Regions from separate parts of the Sus scrofa genome. Here region 1 is linked to region 2. The links are chromatin contacts, called in public Hi-C maps. All regions are on one chromosome and are shown on one strand. Each heading gives the region's core, a stretch centred on a gene start, on an enhancer-like site or on the middle of the called end of the contact. The rest is flanking DNA. Distances are from core to core; before and after follow the strand shown. Region 1 has its middle 150 kb from the start of RFPL4B. Region 2 has its middle 9.7 kb from the start of RFPL4B.

Evidence for each region. Hi-C and Micro-C count contacts between places; a contact is called where the count stands out from the background.
Region 1: a Hi-C map of fetal skeletal muscle shows a contact between it and region 2, with 2.5 times the contacts expected there. The contact joins two enhancer-like sites. A contact is called at or near these places in 5 of 47 Hi-C or Micro-C datasets (brain, embryonic fibroblasts, fetal heart ventricle and 2 more).

Annotation. Positions count from the first base shown.
Region 1 is chr1:78,458,622-78,461,321 of Sscrofa11.1, forward strand. No RefSeq gene overlaps it. Among named protein-coding and RNA genes, the nearest start is that of RFPL4B, 150 kb to the left of the region's middle. Within about 2 kb of position 1,335, at least 11 of the 83 cell types and tissues checked have an H3K27ac peak or open chromatin away from gene starts, as enhancers often do. A contact at or near this core is called in fetal skeletal muscle, where this site is marked.
Region 2 is chr1:78,301,186-78,303,885 of Sscrofa11.1, forward strand. No RefSeq gene overlaps it. Among named protein-coding and RNA genes, the nearest start is that of RFPL4B, 9.7 kb to the right of the region's middle. Within about 2 kb of position 1,371, at least 2 of the 83 cell types and tissues checked have an H3K27ac peak or open chromatin away from gene starts, as enhancers often do. A contact at or near this core is called in fetal skeletal muscle, where this site is marked.

The sequences.
Region 1 (2,700 bases), core at 85-2,584, 160 kb after region 2:
CTCACCTCCTCTTCCCTCTCCCCAGTTACCAAGTACAGCTTCTGGACTCAGTGCCAAGACCTCCTCTGCACAACCTCAATATTCTTTCAATGTTTAGACAAATCTGGTGGAAAATGTTGTTTACATTTTTTTTCTGCAGTACTATAGCTGCGTGTTTGTGCACTACATTTCTCATCGATCTACTGGTGTCCCGCAAAAGATTATTTTCCCCCTTTTCCACCATAGTTTAAAATAATTGTATCATTTGGTCGGATTTTTAATAAGGCATAAAAGCTAACTCAGGATATAGACATTCCATCTTTATAGTTGGTTTAATTAAATCCTGAATTTAATGCTACAAGTATATTGTTTCCATACTTTGGGAGATCATTTCTGTTCTGTGAAAATTGTAGCATTAATGCCTTTTTCAAAAAATCCTAATCAGTAATTTAAATTATCTCTCTTATCTTAGAGGTCCCTTAAGGTACGTCTGTGGACCTTAGGTTATTTCATCCATTATAATTCAGACATTTAAATAATATATTGGCTTTCCCCCTTATTTGAACTTAGAGTTAGATGCATTACTTAGTACATTTTATGCAGACTTGGATTGTGTATAATTTTATTAGTCATTCTAACATTCATTTATGCTGACACAAAAAGTTTTGTTGATGTGAAATGACTTTTTGTCCCTTCCTCCACCTTTAAAATGTCAATTTTGGTTATACAGTTTTCAAACATTAAAACATAGGCTCAGCAAAGTATTTATTTATTTAACATTTTTTACTATAAATAAATCACATAAGCTGTCCCACCATGCTGACACTGTCATTTTTTTCATTATAAACATTTACATTTAAAAATTTAAAAAGATGGATCTAAGGATTTGGAAAAAAATCCCTCTTATAAACAGAAGAGGGAGCAGTATTTCCTTCTTTATGACACAATGCAATGTTGTTTTTTAAAATTCCTTTCACCTTTTTCCCTCTAAACATAAACCTCCTCTGTCCTAATCTCTGCTGTTGATTTTCTATTCCTCTCTTTCTATATTTTTTTTGGGGGGGGAAGTGTGTCTCCTGGTTACAGGGGGTAGGACCACCCATTTTGATCAAGGGAACAAAGGTTAAATTCTTTCTGGTTTCCTACTTTCTCTTAGGATAGAGTTAAATATTAGAAATCGTTTTCTTCTACTGTATATTTTTACTTGCAACAATACTTAAAAAAAAAAAAAAATCTATGGCACCACTTTACAAAGAAGCCTAGGCATTGTGTGGTCAACTGGAGTGAATGTGTGTATTCTTGGGGGACCTGCCCGGTGACAGACTGTCTCCCTGTTGTTCTCCCTGTGAACTGAGCAGGAGCCATGCACATCTGAATAACAGAGTCTTTTCTGCCTGGTGCAATCCTGGATTGTTACAGTCTACAGGCCCGCCATGCTGTCACCGGCACAAATTGATTTAACCATCAATTGCTGTGGTCATTAAAGCTGCTAAAAGTCCTCGCCAAACTGATGAATTGCAAGTGAATGTGAAATGAGTCTCTAAGTCCGTTTCCCACCATCTCATATCAAAGGCTATTGTATCCTTGCAAAGTAACGGGTCGGAGGTCTAGGCTGGAGTTCAACAATGGGCCCTGTCAAAGGATAGAGCTCCATTCACTCAGGCACCCCCAATTACAGTTTGCTTTCCATACCTTATTGTATAAAATTTGCATCCGACTAATACATTGAATTATTGGCATACTTGGAGTGTCAAAGGAGTCACTGAATGGTTTGTCCTTAAAATACATGGAATTCTAAGCATCTGGTGGCTACTGGCTCGTGACAATGAAAGGATTCCCTGGTTTTTCACTGCTGGCAGAAGGACTCATTTTCTCTTAGCTCAGATTTAACATTTCTAAACACTATGCACAACTTCTTCCCCATTCACACCCATAAATCCACTTACGGATTTTTTTGAGAGGAGCTGTAGAGAGGGAATGGTACTCCTCCTGCCTAACAAGAATGTAATTAAAATGTTTAAATAATTCACTATAATTTCTTGGGGACCCAAATAAGTGGGGAAAACCTGACATACAATTTGATGGTTTTTTTACCTGGAGAAAAGCAGGGATTAAATAATAGTGAGGCAAAATTAAAGTCACATTTAGGGATAGATTTCAATGCCCAGAGAATTTTCATTAGCTCTTCTAGGAAAACATATCGGTTAGATTTTAAGTTGTTATGGTTAAGCCAGTCAAGAGCTATGAATCAGCCAGACAATGAACCAGGTCCACATTGCTACCAATGATTTCTTTCTTTAGTCAATAACTAAGTCAGTGGAGATGAACCATCATAGAAAATTAAATTCTTCAAGTTCTGATATTGCAATACTAGTAGAGAATTTCAGGAAATTTCAAATTTTATAGAAACATTAATATGCTCGTGTTGATAGAATTCTTCTTTTTCCTATCAGACAATAATCTGAGCAGTAATTTTGTGTCTTAAGTTACGTATGTCAATTTCTTTTATGAATGTATTTTATTACGCTATTTTCACAAATTCGCTTGAACTTTTTTCTTTAATTTTTAGATTAATATTGAAGAGCTGTGTAAAGAGTCCTTGTTTTTAATTCCAGGATTTTTATTATCTGTTCTTTCTCCTTTTCTCTTCCCAAGTCTTTAGCATCTAGAGTTTTCCAAGATGCATAGAGGAAGCTTTGTAGGAGAAACAGGACTTTCTGG
Region 2 (2,700 bases), core at 121-2,620:
CTTTTCAGACACTTGTTTCTCAGAGACTGAATTCTTACTCACCTACACAAGGAGTCATCTTATACTGTTATTCTCCCTGGAGGAATCTTTATGGACCGTGCCTATCATGTTAGGAGAAAGGGTATTTGGCATCGTGGCATTTCAAGCTCTCTGCTAATGCGCAGAGTTTCTCAGCAGTCGGCAGACTCCTAGCAAAGCTGATCTTACTAGGGGTCACTAGTACTAGGAACAAGTGTGTGCCAACCATGTACTAGGCACAGAGTCTAATTAACTATTAAATTGATATTCACCCAGTATTCAGTTATTATAGTATTGGTGATTTGGTAATTAAATCCATAATGAAATTCTATTTGGATTTCAAAATCTCTTTCCCCACTCACCTATCAGAATGCTAACAATCTCAGTTAACTAAACCCATATGTGACATTTCTGTGGTATGCATTGTCTCCTTTCCTTTGGCCTCATTCTTGCAGAGAAAGGACCTGAAGTTAGGTACCAAGATGAAAAAATGGAAGAGGATGGATCAAATAGAAACTGCTGACCTTTGAACTGATAATCCTAGAAGGCAAATAAAACAGATCTACATGAAAATTTTCCTTTCCTCTACATATACCTAATTCAGTCATTTTAGAGTTGTGAGCTTTGGGTTTGGATTTTTTTTTTTATTACTCAATGAATTTTATTACATGTATAGCTATACAATGATCATTGCAACCCAATTTTATAGTATTTGGGACTGGATTTTTTTAAAAATCCAAAACGGATTGGCTTTTTGCCTGTTCTCTATCAAGAAAAGGGATCACGAATTTTATTCACTGATTTCCCTCAGTGAGACAATTTCTTGTCTAATTTTACTGCACCGTTCCTAAAAGAATCATCCTATTGATCTCGATGGCTCTAACTGCATAAGTTCACATCTCTCATTTATATCTTTTTGTAATATTCATAAAACCTCCCACAAGTGGAAGGGAAGTGACACTCATTGATTGGTTTCCTGATTGCCATCAAGGTTAGAATGAAAAATATTGCGGGCTGGGGCTCCAGTTCCCTCAGAGACGCGGTAGATGGCGCTGTGCTACACAGATTCTGCCTCAGCCTTGCAGGGGCAACGGACTGGGAGATAATGTAATCTCTGGACAGGAGTGTTGTTTTTTTCCAGCCCAGAGGAAGAGGTTATCCTCCTAGGAAATGATTTCTCTACATAAACTTAGTTTTGCCAAATCAGTGATTTGAACTGTTTTGACACCAAAAGAATCTTAAGTGTCTTTAAGCCTGAAAAAAAAAAAAATCTGTACTTGAAAACTCTTCAATGCATGGAATAATCTTTTGGTTATATGATGTGCTGACCTCCCTGCACTTCATTTTTTATTAATCCCTAACCCAAGATCACTCTGGGAAACTACAGTTAAGTCCTCTGGACATTTCATTAGCGCCAGCTGGATATACTTTAGTGATTTGACTTTTCAACAACATGGGTGGACTAATTTGTTCATCTCAAGGCCATGTTAATCAGGCGACTGTTCTTGGGTTATTTTAAAGCATTTTAATGTTTTTGCGTAGTATCTCCCCTAAAACTTGCTAATTATTTTCCAATAGCCCTAAAAATTATGTAAGATATGTTAAAATTTTTATTACAGAAGAGATAGGCATCTGGAAAAGTTTTATTGAAGATTTTAAAACTGTGACTACTTCATTAATAAGCAAAGAAATCATTTCTAATTTGCTGCTTATTCTTAAATGCTAGCAAAGGAGATCTTGGCCAAAACAAGTAACAGATATTTTTAAAAAAGAGAATTTCCCTAGAATAGACACTCTTAAAGGAAAGGAGAGATGTTATGCATACACTGTGTATAACAATTACACCGAGACTTAATAATTTAAGTAGACACATATGCACGCTTGCACTCTCAAACTGCCCTCCTGTCTGGGTTTTTGCCCTTGAATTGGAAGCTTTGCTCTGACCTCCATTTTGCAGCGTGTGTGGCCTGCCTGGCCTTTCTCACTCGGACTAATACGCTACCTCATATTTACTTTTGCAGACCTCTTTGTCCATTTAGAGTTTAGACCTGTATCCAATTACACGGTCCCCTGGAACTCCTGCTTTGGCTCTTCCTGACCTGACTCTTTTCTTCTAGCCCAAGTTCGGCTGAACTGCAAGGCATTCTTAGAGTTGCTTCTGTTGGACTGGAAGCCATTGGATTCCAGAATTGTGTTGTTGATTGCAGGGATCTCTTTCCTCAGAGTCTTTAGCATAGTCTCTTTTGCGGGTTGCTTTTCCTTTTTCCTTAAATGCTGTTGCTTTTCAGGGTTCTGTCCTAGGCCTTCCTTTTTATTTTGCACACCTTTCATGGGCAATCCCAATCACTTCCCTATCTTCCAGTTACCATTTACATGTGCAGGTTAACCCCTTCCATGTCCAAATTTGCAGCCCAGACCTTGAGAATCAGAACTGAAGCTACCTCACATCTGTAGAGATGCTCAGATGCCTAATTGGCATCTATAGCAGAGGCATGGGATACAGGGGCATATTAATACATTGTTTGTGGTAGGAGAACATGAATCAGTAAAGAAATTCATTATAGGAGTTCCCGTAGTGGCTCAGTGGTAATGAATCCGACTAGGATCACTAGAATCCATGAGGATGAGGGTTCGATCCCTGGCCTTGCTTAGTGGGTTAAAGATCCAGCATTGCTGTGAGCT